Regions from separate parts of the Bos taurus genome. Here region 2 is linked to region 1. The links are chromatin contacts, called in public Hi-C maps. All regions are on one chromosome and are shown on one strand. Each heading gives the region's core, a stretch centred on a gene start, on an enhancer-like site or on the middle of the called end of the contact. The rest is flanking DNA. Distances are from core to core; before and after follow the strand shown. Region 1 has its middle 130 kb from the start of TRNAC-GCA. Region 2 has its middle 28 kb from the start of PPP1R21.

Region 1 (7,642 bases), core at 3,569-6,068:
ATTGAAGGCAGGAGGAGAAGGGGATGACAGAGGATGACATGGTTGGATGGCATCATTGACTCAATGGACCTGAGTTTGAGCAAGCTCTGGGAGAAGGTGAAGGACAGGGAAGCCTGGAGTGCTGCAGTCCATGGGGTTGCAAAGAGTTGGACACAACTTGGTGACTGAACAATAATAATATCAAAAAAATCTTCATGACCTTGAAAATATCTTAAACAAGGTATCTTGAATATGAAACAGAAGCACCAATCATTACAAGAAAGGATTGAAACTTGTGACCACATTGTTTTGGCCACACCGCACAGCATTCAGGGATCTTAGCTGCCATGATTAGGGACTGAACCTGTGCCCCCTGCAGTGGAAGTGCAGAGTCTTATCCACTGGACCACCAGAGAAGTCCCTTGACTACATTTAAATTAGGAACTTTCTGTTTACTGTAAGATACTATAAAGAAAGAGAAACCACAGTTCATAAAATAGGAGAAGATATTCCCAACATGTTCTGCTGACAAAGGCCCTGGATCTAGAATACATATGTCAGTTCAGTCAGTTCAGTCGCTCAGTTGTGTCCGACTCTTTGTGACCCCATGAATCACAGCACTCCAGGCCTCCCTGTCCATCACCAACTCCTGGAGTTCACTCAAACTCATGTCCATCGAGTTGGTGATGCCATCCAGCCATCTCATCCTCTGTCGTCCCCTTCTCCTCTTGCCCTCAATCCCTCCCAGCATCAGGGTCTTTTCCAATGAGTCAACTTACTTTTCGCATGAGGTAGCCAAAGTATTGGAGTTTCAGCTTCAGCATCAGTCCTTCCAATGAACACCCAGGACTGATCTCCTTTAGGATGGCCTGGTTCGATCTCCTTGTAGTCCAAGGGACTCTCAAGAGTCTTCTCCAACACCACAGTTCAAAAGATTAATAAGAAATGGACAACAAAAAGAAGAAAGGACTTTGGCACCTCTCAAAAGTGGAAGAACACATAGTTAATAAATAAATTAAAAAGCAGCCATCACATTGATATAGAAGGAGATACAAATTAAAACCACAATGAAAATCTATCACAGAGGCATCAGTTTGGCAAAAATTAAGAGGCCTCACAATACAAAGTACTTGCAAGGATATGAAGTAATGGGAACTTTTTTCTATGGCTTATGGGAGTGTAAATAGTTAGAATTTTTAAAAAACACTTTGGTAGAGTACAGTAAAGCTGAAGATATGCAAATATTATGAACCAGTCATTTCACTTCTAAATGTATATGCTAGAGAATTGTATAAACATAAATATCAGGAAATGTGTATAGGAATAGCTATACTGGCAACATTATTCCCAAACAGCCTAAACTGGAGTCAACCGCAAATTCCCAACAACAATTGAATAAACAAATTGTGGCATATTTGTAGATTGAAATACTACACTCCAATGAAAACAAATGAACTACAGCTACATGAGACAGCAATCATAAAGCAATATTGAAAAAAAGAACAAGATGGAAAGGAACACACACATAGCACTTATATAAAATTCAAAACAGTCAAAACTATATTTTTAAAAGATGCTAATTTGTCAGAACTAAAAGACAAGGAAATGATTACTATGAAAGTCAGGATAATAGTTGTCTCTGGAGGGAAGGAGGGAGGGGGTTGTGATCAGGAAGAGACACATGGCATAAGGGCTTTGGGAATGCCAGCCAAGTTTTCCCTCTGGATCTGCACAGTGATTACATAATTGTACACTAGTTACTCAGTATATTGCATCTACATGTTATATGTGCTTTTCTTTGTTTCATGATCTCCAAAGTTAATGAAATGCATATATGCATATAGTTTTTGAAAACAGACATATATGTATTGCAAGATCCTGATTGGATTAATTTTTTCAGACACTGCATGGGACCAAATCAGAGCCAATCAAACACAAGTGCATCTTTTGATGAGAATTAGAGAAAAGAGACTTTTGCCCTTTTTCAGTGCCCTTTCCTACTCCAGAATAATTTGGACTTCCTATGGTGGCATTTCTTCCTCTACTGGCTGGTCTAGTTTAATCTAATCTAGTGTGGGCCAACCTAACGGGCTTAATATAAAAACAATCAATTGAACATCCATCTACTTTGTTCCCAATTTCTGGTCAGCTCTGCAGGAGATATAATACAAGGGATACAAAGATACAAAGATAAAATCCTTTTTGTTCAATGATCTGACAACCTAATTTTGGAAACAATAAAAACACATGAAATGAGCTATAGAGGTTGTGCGGGACCGAAAGGTAGCAACACACCTGTTAAAGGAAGAACATTTAGGAGCTAGCAAAATTCTGTCATCCCCGATCTTCTCAAATTCCTTCACAGCCAGCCTACCAGGAAAGGGGTGTGCTTGTCACCAAGACACAGATGCCTTAACTTGTGCAAATTCAAATTTACTTCAAAGTGGCACAAAAAGGGAAATATTAGAAATCAGAGTCTTGTGTCAAATAGAAATGAGTATAAACATTCACCAAAAGATAGTAATATGTGCTAGATCACTTGCATGAAGTACTTAGAGTAATCAAAATCACCCAGGGACATAAAATAGAATGATGGCTGCTAGGGGCTGGACACGACTGAGCGACTTCACTTTCATTTTCACTTTCATGCATTGGAGAAGGAAATGGCAACCCACTCCAGTGTTCTTGCCTGGAGAATCCCAGGGGCGGGAGAGCCTGATGGGCTGACATCTATGGGTTCACACAGAGTCGGACACAACTGAAGTGACTTAGCAGCAGTAGCAGCAGGGGCTGGAGGGGGAATGGAGAATTCATAGTATAGAATTTCAGTATTATACGATAACTTTTATGGAGATGGATGGCAGTGATGGTTGCACAAAATTATGTATTTATTAACTATTGAACTACATGCTACGTGGTCAAGATCATGGGTGTTAATTAGACTTACTGTGGTAATCATTTTGAAAATAAATACAAATATTGGATCATTATGTTGTCCATCTGAAACTAATATAATGCTATATGTCAATTACATCTTAATTTTGAGAAATGGTTAAGGTGGTAAATTTTATATGTATTTTACCACAATAACAATTATTGGGAAAAAGATAGCTACTACGAAGTTCAGAGAAGTATTGTTTATAATACTCGCCCCCAAATGGCCAATAATTGTAGAATGGATAACTTGTTGTATAGTCACACAGTGGAATTTCTTACAGTAAATAGAATAAACAAACTATTATTGCTACTGTGAAACATGATGTTTAATGAGAGATGCCAGATATGAAAGAGTACATATTATATGATTTCATTTATTTTAAGTGTAAGATAAAATAGGCAAAAGCTAACTTGCTCTCTTACAAGTGGGGCTGGTGTGCACCCTGGTGGGAGTAGGGGAGGTTAGTCACTGGAGGAGGGCTCTAGGATACTGGTTGTATTTGGCTCTCAGTCTGGGTGTTGGATGTTGGCCTCAAAATTCAACGGGCTTACACTGATGTCCACTTTGCAGTATATCAATTATACCTCAAAAGAAGTTAATACAGTAAGAAACTTTAAAATAAAAAAATCAGTTCCTATATAGGTTATATAACCCCTACTTTATTTTACAGATGTGGAAATTGAGGCTCAGAAAGGTTAAATGAAGTCATACGGTCACATGGTTGTCAAGAAACAGAAATGAAAATGACCAAGGTGTGGGGGCTGCAAGTTTTGCTCACTTTCGCCTATACCTCAGAGTAATTGCTTGTTATTTCCCTAGGAGAGTTCACAAGTTTCAGTTTGTGTTGTTTTTCAAGGGCAGAGTGGGAGTGGGGAATGGGAACCAGGGCAGAGGAAGCAGACTCCCGAGCAATACACGCAAAGCACCTAGCCTAGAGCCTGGCACATAGAAGAACCTTCATAAATGCTGTGTCCCCCACCTCTACCCCTTGCCTTTGCAGGGTAATAAAATGGAGAGAATGTCGAGAAGTGCTGGTGGCTCTGGAGCAGACAGTGCTCACCTCAGGACAAAGTGACCAGACTGGAGCCTGTCCCTGTCCATGGGAGAACCAAGCTCTGCTGCAGGTGGGTATGTGGAAGGAGGGCTTCAGATTTAGGCTCAAATTCCCTGCTGTTTGTAGGGCAAGTGAGAAGTAAGATCAGGAAGCGGGGGTAGAGACCCAGTTTGGGAAGGGGAATTCCCAACACCTCCATGGCCGAAAGTGTGTGTGTGTGTGTGCGCGCGCGTGAAAGAGGGTGGGCTCTTTTGTGTGCTCTCTGCTGCCATTCTTGCTGGTTGCTTTTTTCATGTTTCATGTCATCTGAGCAGGGCAGAATGAATGCATTGACTCCTGCTTAGACCCAAGACGACCCTGCGCTCTGAGTTCCTCAGCACTCTTAGAAACCTGTGTTTCTAAGATCTGGAAACCAGTATTGTTCCTTTAGTGATTCCCAGGTGGCTCAGAGTTAAAGAATCTGCTGACAGGGGAGACGCAGGTTCAATCCCTGGGTCAGGAAGATCCACCTGGAGGAGAAAATGGCAACTCACTCCAGTATTCTTGTGGGAAAATCCCATAGACAGAGGAGCACGGTGGGCTACAGACCGTGGGATCGCAAAGAGCCGAACACAACAGAGAGCGCGCGCAAACACACACACGAATACGCTCAGGCACACACGCACACATTGTTCTTTTAGCCAGAGGGGCAGTAAAGGTTTTCCCTCGAAGCGTCCCTACCAGTTATGGATTTCACATCATGACAGCGCCACCTAGTGGCTTCTTGTGGAAGTCCATCCCGCCCCCCCTCACTATTGGCTCTGGGAGCGAGGGGAGGAGTTTGGAAAGGTTCCAAACACTGCCCTTTATACACAGCTTCCAGGAGTCCTTGATCGCTACGCTGCCAGTTCTGAACAACTCAGCCCTTAATCACATCCTGTCCTGATTTGCCCTCTGTTTCATGTGTAATCATTTAAAATCATTTTGTCTATTCAGTTAGACTAAGGTTTAGAGGCTAGGGCTATTTGAATCAGATCGCTTTAGATTTGGATGGGAATTTAGTATCCTTTCATCTGACCCACACGTTTTTCAAACAGAAAAGGAAGATGTTTGAGGGGTGAAGGGAATTGCCCAGCAACTTAAAAATGAGGTTTGGACCAGAGCCCAGAGGTCTGAAGACTCCCAGATCAGTTCTATGGTATTTCTTTGTGTCACCCACAGGGCTTGCATACAGTAGGCACCTGGCGCAAATAGGTGCTCCACAGATCCTGCCTGACTGTTGTTCTCACAACCCTATTTGAAAAACGAAGTGAGTTTTCAGTTGTCATCTGGGCCAGCGCCCAGTTTTGTGCTTCTTGAGAGTTCTCATCAATTAAAGTGGTCACTCTCCCCGTAGCAAGCCACTGCCTTTTCCGTATAAGGCACACAGTGCGGGTTCAAGGGAAAAGGAAATGAAGAGGAGACACACACTTTAAAGCAGATGTCCCAATCCCACATCCATTCAGACCACACAGGCTTCGTGGGTTCTAACTCAAGGCTTCCCAAACTTTGATGTGCATCCAAATCTCCCAGGAATCTTGTTAAAACACATACTCTGATTCTGTAGGTCTTGAGTGGAAGCCGAGATTCTGCATTTCTAACAAGACCCTGGATGTTGTTGATGCTGACCTTTGAGGAGCAAGGAGCAAGGATACTCTGGACCCCCATCTGGTCTAGGGTGTCTTAGAGTGCCAGAAGCCCATGCTGAGCCTCTCCTTCCACTCAGCCCTGATGCAGTCCCTCAGACTTCAGACCTTGACTTCAAGAAAAAAGGAAAGGGCTGAAGCAATTGTGAGCGCCGGGACCCCTGGGTGAGTCGTTTCAAGTTCCTTTCCTGTCCCATTCCCCACTCCTCCCAAAGACCCTGCCTTCAGACAATCTGAAGAGGAAGGCAAGGTTGAACCACAGCAAAACATCTAACAGAAAGCTGGGGGTAGGCCTGCTGTTGACATGCCTCACAGTTTTCCTGAGGAACAGGCCTGCTTGGCTGCCATTTTATGTCTGGGTGCTATGACATCCCTGCAAGCCACAGAGTTCTCTTTTTAATATAAAAGATACTTTAATTTACATAGTTTAATTATAAAATATATATTATAGATTACACATATTTTAAATTTTAGTATTCTTTTGCTACCACTAAACATACTTCAAAAAATTCATGAGTGTTAAAGAAAGAAAGGAAATTAGAATTTACTGAGCTACTGTTAATGCTATATACTATTAATACCAATACTGTGGTGAGTATTTTCATGCACATTATTTCACTCCTCACAATGCCCCTGCTTGCATAGGTGTTATCACATCACTCTATCACTCTATTTTATAGATGAGGACACTGAAGCTCAAGGAGGTTGGATAACTTATCCAGGACCACCTAGCAGTGATAGAAACCCAGATAAATTTGATTGAAAACTTTCTTTTTATTATAATGATAGTAAATACTAATATTTGCATTGTGTTAAACCATGGACCAGACACTACTCTAAGCACATACATTAACTCGTACAATCTTCACATCAACTTATAAGGCAGGTAACTATAATTACTCCCATTTTACAGATGAAGAAACAGAGGCACAGATAGGCCAAATTTCTTGCCCAAGTTCATACAGCTAATAAGTGATGGTGCTGGGATATCAATTCAGGCAGCTTGACTCCAGAGTAGTACTCTCAATAATGCTGCTTATTGCCTGTCAATTTCCTATCAATTTCTTAAATCTCACAATTGAGTGGAAGTCACAGCCCCCATTGTTATGTCACCCTTTTATTATTCAGTGTATACTGTACTGCCTGAAAAAATTCCCACTTACCACACTAATACGGACCTACATATTTTTTTCAACTAGGATTGTCTAGGGCTTTGGACCCTCTTTGTATATGATGAAGGCTGGGATTTCTTTGGAGAACCCTTTTCCCTATTGACTGGAAGTTGAAAGAGTCAGAAAGAGTGTGGGGAGTCATATGCTTCCCAGATGGCCCTAGTGGTCAAGTACCCGCCTGCCAATGCAAAAGACAAGAGACTCAGATTCGATCCCTGGCTCTGGAAGATCCCCTGGAGGAGGGCATGGCAATCCACTCCAATATTCTTGCCTGGAGACTCCTGTGGACAGATGAGACTGGTGGGCTATGGTCCATAGGGCTGCAAAGAGTTGGACACAACTGAAGCAATTTCGCATGCATACTTCTCTCTTGATTCGTCATCCTATCCCACCTCGTCCAGCTGGCCTAAGACAGAGACAAAAGGATGAGGCTGGCCGGCCTGCAGGAGTCCACTCTATCGACACAGTAAATGTCTGGTGTGTGTGCAGGACCCTTTCCCCACCGACAGGGGATATTTTGTCACTCTATTGTTTTTTTTTTTCAACTCATTTCCTATTTACTTATCACTCTCCCAAGTCTCGTTTTCCTACTCGCAGGAACTCAGATGGTAAAGGGAGCTTCATATTCTGATTGCACAGAAGTTGTGACCTTATAGCCAGTCCTATCCCAGTTCTACCTCTACCTGTGTGACTGTGAGCAGGTTATTTGAACTTTTTTTTAACTTTTGTTTCCTCACCTGTAAACAGGATAATGAGAATCTATCTCAAAGGTTTGCTGCATAGGAAAAGTGAATTTGAAGTGCTTTGTTTTCATAGGCCCATCAAGAGTATTTAT
Region 2 (7,485 bases), core at 798-3,297, 240 kb after region 1:
CCCCCCAAGAGAAATAAAAGATTTTTTCCTAAATATTCATGGCAGTAAGCTTGCATAGCAGTCATATTCAAAATAGCTCCAAAAATGGGAAACAATGCAAATGTCCATCAATAGGTAAATATTTATATAGTATGAGTTCCTGCAATAGAGCACTACCCAGAAATAAAAAGAAACAAACTGCTGATATTAGTAACAGTGTAGATGAAAATAGTCTCAAAAGAATTCACACTATGTGATTCCATTTACATGGAACTTTAGAAAAAAGTAATTGGCTTCCTTGGTGGCTCAGTGGTAAAGAATCCACCTGCCAACGCAGGAGATGTGACTTCAGTCTCTGGTCCAGGAAGACCCCCTGGAGAAAGAAATGGCAACCCATTCCAGTGTTCTTTCCTGCAGAACTCCACGGACAGAGAAGCCTGGTGGGCTACAGTCCACGGAGTGCCAAAGAGTCCGACACGACTTCACGACTGAACAATAGCAATGGAATCTATAGTGAAAGAAAGTAGATCCATATACCTCCGACTGGCAGGCAGGCAGGGTGGGTGGAGTGAGAGCTAAGAAACATACAGTGTCAAGAGAAAAGCTCCTTGACATTCTAATTTCTTTTTTGCAAACCAAAAATAAGTTGTCCTATTTGAACTGCAGAGTAAGGGAGCTAATAAAAATTTGTTAGTAAGGAGCAAATGAGAAGTTAAATTCAACAGCTTCAGAGCTGAGAGTTGAATAAAAACCCTTCAAATCAGACAGGTGGCTCCCCTACAGAATATGAGATAGATTGGAGAGAAAGATATTCTCTGGGGAGGGTTGGGTGGGTATGGAAAATCACTTGCTGGGAGTTCAATGGCTTTTTAATTTTTTTTAAGAGCTACCTGAATCTGATTTAGTAATCTATGAAGGGTATTACCTGAAATGTTACAACTACTTACTATTTTCTGCTTGACAGACTTGGCAACTACTAAATCAAACATTTAGATAGCTTATTTCATTTAATTCTTACATCACATCACGAGGTTAATGTTGTTGTTGCTGTGTTCAGTCGCTAAGTTGCGTCCAACTCTTCTGTGACCCCATGAACTGTAGCCCGCCAGGCTCTGTCCAGTGGGATTCTCCAGGCAAGAATACTGGAGTGGGTTTCCATTTCCTCCTCCAGGGGATCTTCCCGACTTAGGGATCGAACCTGTATTTCCTGTATCTTCTGCATTGGCAGGCAGATTCTTTACAACAGAGCCACCTGGGAAGCCAAGGAGCCTGGTGGGCTACAGCCCATGGGGTCGCAAAGAGTTGGACACGACTGAGCGACTTCACTTTCACTTTTCACTTTCATGAACTGGAGAAGGAAATGGCACCCCACTCCAGTGGAGAATCCCAGGGACGGGGGAGTCTGGTGGGCTGCCGTCTATGGGGTCACACAGAGTCGGACACAACTGAAGCGACTTAGTAGCAGCAGTAGTTCCTAAACTTGTGCTTTAACTGGCAGGTTTTACCGCCTCCAGTTTACAGAACTAATCACACACAAGAAGAATGCTTGGCCTTTTCTTCATTTATTCAACAAACCTTTGCCTAGGCCTCATGGTTTGGCAGTAAGCAAAACAGATGAAAGTCTCTCTGCCCTCATGGAGCTTACATTCTAGTGGGAGGAGACTAGCAAAATAAAAACTTGAAATAAAATACTGAAAGTGATAAGTGCTATGAAGAAAAACAGGTAAGGAAGGGGCAAGGTGACAATTGCTGTATGATCAGGCCCCTTAAGATGGCTATTCTCCTGCTCCCTTGTACATCCTGCTGCTTGACGAGTGCCTGCTTCACCTGCCCCAGTCACATGACTGACCTTCCTACATACTTGCCCCCGGCCCCTGCAATCACGGCTAGTGATTGTTCTAACCATCAGATCAGATTATCTCCACTAGGATAGCTTATCAAAGGGGCAAGAGGAGCATGCCCCTTGGCTAGTTTCCCTGGTAACCAGTGCGTCAACATGATGTCAGTTACCCCGTAACTGGTAACCTCACCCTTCCACCGGGAGCGAAGAATTCCACCATGTCCAGCTAGTCACCTGCCGCACACAGTGGGAAGTCGCTCCAGGACCTTGTTTCAGACAGGTAACCTCCCCATCTATTAAACCAGTGGTATCTGTTGCTGACTCAGAGCTCTTCAGTCTTGAAGCTAGGCAAGTCCAGGACTTGCAGGCCACCTTTTAGATGGGGAGGACCTCTTACCTAGGTGGCTCTAAGCAGAGATTAGAACGCTGTGCAGGAGTGACACACACAAGTCTCCGGAGGAAAGGAACAGTGAAGGCTAAATTAGAGGCTGCAGCTCTTTGATGTTTTTACAGCATTAGCAAGAAGAATAGCTATTTGCCTGGAGCGTCCCTTACAAAGGAAAGACTGGTAGGAGGTGAGGCCTGCAAAGTATTTAGGTCCCAGGGGCCAGGTCTTAACAGAGTTCTGGGGCTACCATGGTAAGAACTTAGAATCCAAGATCTAGAAGCAGTGGAATCAAATTGCATTTTCTAAGGATGGCTACCACACCTTGAGATTTGGAGAGTGTCCATAGCAAATTTTTAATACAATACAAATTAAAAAATTATTAATCAAATATCTCTGACAAACAGGACATCTCTACACTATCACCTTTTACAGTTACCCTTCCAGCTAAAATAACTCCAAAACCAAGAAATGTACATAACCTTATTGTTCAGTTGCTCCTGACTCTTTGTGACCCCATGGACTGCAGCATGCCAGGCTTCCCTGTCTGCCACATCTGCTGGAGTTTGCTCAAATTCATGTCCATTGAGTCAGTGATGCCATCCAACCATTTCATTCTCTGTCATCCCCTTCTCCTCCTGCCTTCAGTCTTGCCCAGCATCAGGGTCTTTTCCAGTGAGTTGGCTGTTTGCATCAAGTGGCCAAAGTATAGGAGCTTCAGCTTCAGCATCAGTCCTTCCAATGAATATTCAGGGGGTATAAAATCTACGCAGTTAAGAAAGAAGTGGTATTTCTCTAAACTGCTACATATATTACAGTATCTTATGAATAAGTTTCATGGGTAAAAATATTACTTCTTCTCATTAGTATAAAGGTCAGGCTACATTACTGCAAAGTCTATTAAAATATATATTTACTAGATTTAAGTGTAATTGGTTCTAAACCATCCACATTTTTTATGGCATTAAGGGAATAGAGAAGAATAATCTTAGAATCAGCCTGTCTGAGGGGTTTTTGCAACACCTAACTCACTATTGTTTCCAAGCAAAGAAACTCTAAGAACTAAGACATTAATTAACACTCTAAGAACCCAGACATTTGGTATCTTTCTGGTCAAATGAGCAAGAACTGTGTTGCAGCAGACTCTGCTCCTCAGATCTGTTAAGATTTCACTTACAAGAACTCCCACCCACTTTCTGCTTGCACTTACACACCAATCTGAATTCTTAGAGAAAATTATATTACAAATGAAATTGGTTTTTCCTGAATTTATATTGTTTGATGATAATTCTGAGATGAAGTGTTTCCTTGTAACCTGATTCTGTGTAAATACTCTCTCTCCCTTCTTTTAAATAAATTCTCCCCAGGAATGTATGGTCAGCTTTAATTCACTCTAAGAAAAATGTTGATTATTCAAATAAGAAATTGCAATCTTCAAATACTTGCAGACAGCTCTTGGGAGAGGCAGTCGTGTATTTACACATTTTAGCTGACACACTACAGATTCTTTATCAGTGCAGGTAAAAGCAGGACCATATATAATTTATTAGTACTCTCTCTCTAATTGCTTTCCAGGAGAATTACAGAAAGGAATTCTCACTCTCTGTTTCCCCAGGAGAGGCTTGCCTTTGTTACAGCTTAACTCTAAGCTTTATATGGAATTGCAACTTTCGAAATAGAGCATTAATTGGAAGTAATTATCCAATTATAACAGCTGTGACTATGCTATATACCAAATATTTACCAAGAAAAGAACACATTTAACAGATGATTTAATATAGCAGTCTGGCATAATGAATCTGCAACCGACACTCCAGTCATATAGCTAATGTCTTCAATGGCTGAAATATTCAGGAGTACACACATAGCTCAAGTCAGTGCAAAAAACAAAGACTTATCAAGCTTGATTTTCAAAGCAGTGCAAATGCGTGATGTAAATTTTTAAAAGTGATCAAAGAACTTATGTTTGTTTATTATCTAAAATGTGTGAGAGTTTTCCAACTGCTTGATTTTAAAAGTAGGTGTGCTTTCAAGTTTAATCGACTTTCAAAAAACTTTTTTGGTGTCTGGTGTATGTGCGCTGAAGGAGTATTACAGGGCTGTCCTTGAAACTGATGCTTTGAAACTTCTTCAGGTACTTTTCAGATAAGCACCCAGAAGACTCTGCCTTGTGTGAAATTCCACACTGCAACCAATGGTGTGATAATGAGCTCCCGGGTACTCATTTTCTGCCTGTAATCTGTTCAGCTTTTCAAGTGCTGACCAAGTGCATGGGGGAGAAAAGACTTCATGGGGGGACAGTGTTGGTTAAATGGATGGGAAGATAATCTATACACTATCAAGGAATATCTTTATGGGTAAAAATTCACTACTAACACCTGCAAAATTGGCTCGGCAAGAAAAGAGGAAAATGTTTCGTCCAATTTGTTGGCTCTATATTAAAGAAACAAAACAAAGGAACCAAAACCCTTGGCCACCAACTCTTGAGTTATCTCATTGGTGCTGTCTTGACAAAGAGACGCCGTTCCTCTCTGGGCTATGATGTCAGCTTTGTCCAATCATAACCTTCCTTATGAGAGTGGGGGATAATTCTCTGGAGACAAGGTGAGTGACAGCAGCAAGCAACGCAGCAGTCACTAGGCAACAAGATCAGCCTTCAGTGGAAGAGAATTTTCAAACACTTAACCCTCACGCTGTCAGGGCTTCTTGTTGCTGATATGGCAATGATCTCTGGACAAAAGGCCTAATAAGAATATGACAGCTTTTTTTTTAAAGCTGTGTCTCTAAGGGCAATGAGAGGAAACTTCCTATTTAGACCAAGGACCTTACTTGGTTTAAAAAGACTGGTAAATTTGGAATTTTTTCCCCAGGGGTCATGATTTAACTCATATGATTATCTCCTTGGTGTCTTCAGACTTTATACTCTCTTGCTCACTGTAAGCCAGGCTGTCACACAGGTGTGTGGTCAGTGCCCAACACAAAACCCAGGGAATGAGTGGAGCTAAAATCAGCCTAGCTTCCATGTGTCCGCACACACTCTTGTTGAAGTATTCTCAAGAAATGAGTCTTTATCTGATTTGTTGCCCTGTGGGGGAGCCATTTTGTAATTTGTCTGCCTGGAGTGGTACTTTTTCCTGATGTGCACAGAGTTGCTCTCTGAGTTCTTGGGTGGGGGACTTTGCAAGTATATCTTATTTCTCCAAACAGAAAGTTCTTCAAGACTGTCGCTCCTCTTTTGCACTTGACTCTGCTAGAGAATTCAGCATAGGGCTTGACAGACCCACATGTGAACTGGTGGTATTGCTTCCAAACTAGATTTCCAGAATCATCTTGTTCAGACTGCTTCCCAGACAAGCAAATTCTTTTTTAATTTCTCTCATGAAACTAATCTTTTGTTAATTTGAGAGCTCTAGTTGTTTAACATTTTTTCTGCCCCCCCCACCCCGCCCCCTTTATACAGTATAATGATTTCCTTAGGAAGAGAAATCTTTTTGGAGAAGGAAACGGCAACCCACTCCAGTGTTCTTGCCTGGAGAATCCCAGGGACAGGAGAGCCTGGTGGGCTGCCGTCTGTGGGGTCGCACAGAGTCGGACACGACTGAAGCGACTTAGCAGCAGCAGCAGCAGAGTTGATTTACAGTGTTGTATGATTTACAGTGTTATCATTTCTGCTATACAGTAAAGTGATTCAGTTATACATATATATATATATATATACTTTTTCATTATGGTTTATTACAGGATATTGAATACATTAATAGTTTCCTGCACTGTGCAATAGGACTTTGTTGTTTATTCATTCTATATGTAATAGTTTGCATCTGCTAATTCTAAACTCCCAATCCAACCCTCCCCTACCCGCTTCCCCCTGGGCTGTTCTCTATGTCTCTGAGTCTATTTTTGTTTCATAGATAAGTTCATTTGTATTGTCTTTTAGATTCCACAGATAAGTGACATCACATGGCCTTTCTCTTTTTCTTTCTGACTTACTTCACTTAGTATGATAATCTTTGGGTTCATCCATGTAGCTGCAAATGGCATTTTTTCCATTCTTTTTTATGGCTTAGTAAATATATTCCATTGTGTGTGTATACACACACACACACACACACACACACACACCATCTTCTTTATCTGTCGATGGACGTTTAGGTTGTTTGAGACGTTCCCGTGTCTTGGCTATTACAAATGGTGTTTCTGTGAACATATTTTGAATTATAGTTTTGTCCAGATATATGCCCAGGAGTGGGATTGCTGGATCATATGGTAGCTCTATTTTCTAGTTTTTTGAGAAACCTCCATACTGTTTTCCATAGTGGCTGCACCAATTTGCATTCCCACCAACAGTGTCGGAGGATTCCCTTTTCTCCATATTTTCTCCTGTATTTGTCATTTGCAGACTTTTTCATGTTGGCCATTCTGATTGGTATGAGGTGGTACTTCATTGTAGTCTTGATTTGCATTTCTCTAATAATTAGTGATTCTGTGCATCTTTTCATGGGCCTATGGGCCACCCGTCTCCTGTCTTCTCTGGAGAAATGTCTATTTAGGTCTTCTGTCCATTTTTCGATTGGGTTGTTTGTGGTTTTTGTTATTGAGTTATATGAGCTGTTTGTATATTTTGTAAATTGATCCCTTGTCAGTCACATCATTTGCAAGTATTTTCTCCTAGTCCATATGCTGTATTTTTGTTTTGTTTATGGTAGCAAAGGAAACCATAAACAAAACAAAAATACAAATGCTTATAGGTTTGATTAGGTCCCATTTGTTTATTTTTGCTTTTATTTCTATTGTCTTGAACTAAGAAAACCTTGATATAATTTATATCAGAGAATTTTTTGCCTGCGTTCTCTTCTAGGAGCATTATGGTGTCATGTCTTACATTTAAACTTTTAAGCCATTTGGAATTTATTTTTGTGTATGCTCTGAGGGTGTGTTCTAACTTCATTGATTTACATGCAGCTGTCCAATTCGCCCAACACCCCTTGCTGAAGAGACTGTCTTTTCCCCATTGTATATTCTTGCTTCCTTTGTGGAAGATTAATTGACCATATGTGAAGGTTTAAAGAACAGAAATCTTTATTGTTATTGTTTTAGTCAGATAGTAAATGAATTAGCAGACACTTAATGTGTTTCATGAGGACAGTTGGTACCATGTTTTCTCTTGCAGTGCCTGGCACTTAGTGAATGAACATATATCTTTGCATAATTAATTAATGGTATTCACTTGGGGGACCCAATACAATTATATGTAATTCATTAGCATTGTAAGAAAACTTAG

What was found. A called contact is a pair of places that touch in the nucleus more often than the background predicts.
Region 2: a contact with region 1 is called in a Hi-C map of an unstated tissue, with 4 times the contacts expected there. The contact joins two enhancer-like sites. A contact is called at or near these places in 4 of 11 Hi-C or Micro-C datasets (liver, skeletal muscle, skin fibroblasts and 1 more).

What each region holds. Positions count from the first base shown.
Region 1 is chr11:30,475,978-30,483,619 of ARS-UCD2.0, forward strand. No RefSeq gene overlaps it. Among named protein-coding and RNA genes, the nearest start is that of TRNAC-GCA, 130 kb to the right of the region's middle. Within about 2 kb of position 4,819, at least 44 of the 102 cell types and tissues checked have an H3K27ac peak or open chromatin away from gene starts, as enhancers often do.
Region 2 is chr11:30,720,039-30,727,523 of ARS-UCD2.0, forward strand. No RefSeq gene overlaps it. Among named protein-coding and RNA genes, the nearest start is that of PPP1R21, 28 kb to the right of the region's middle. Within about 2 kb of position 2,048, at least 9 of the 102 cell types and tissues checked have an H3K27ac peak or open chromatin away from gene starts, as enhancers often do.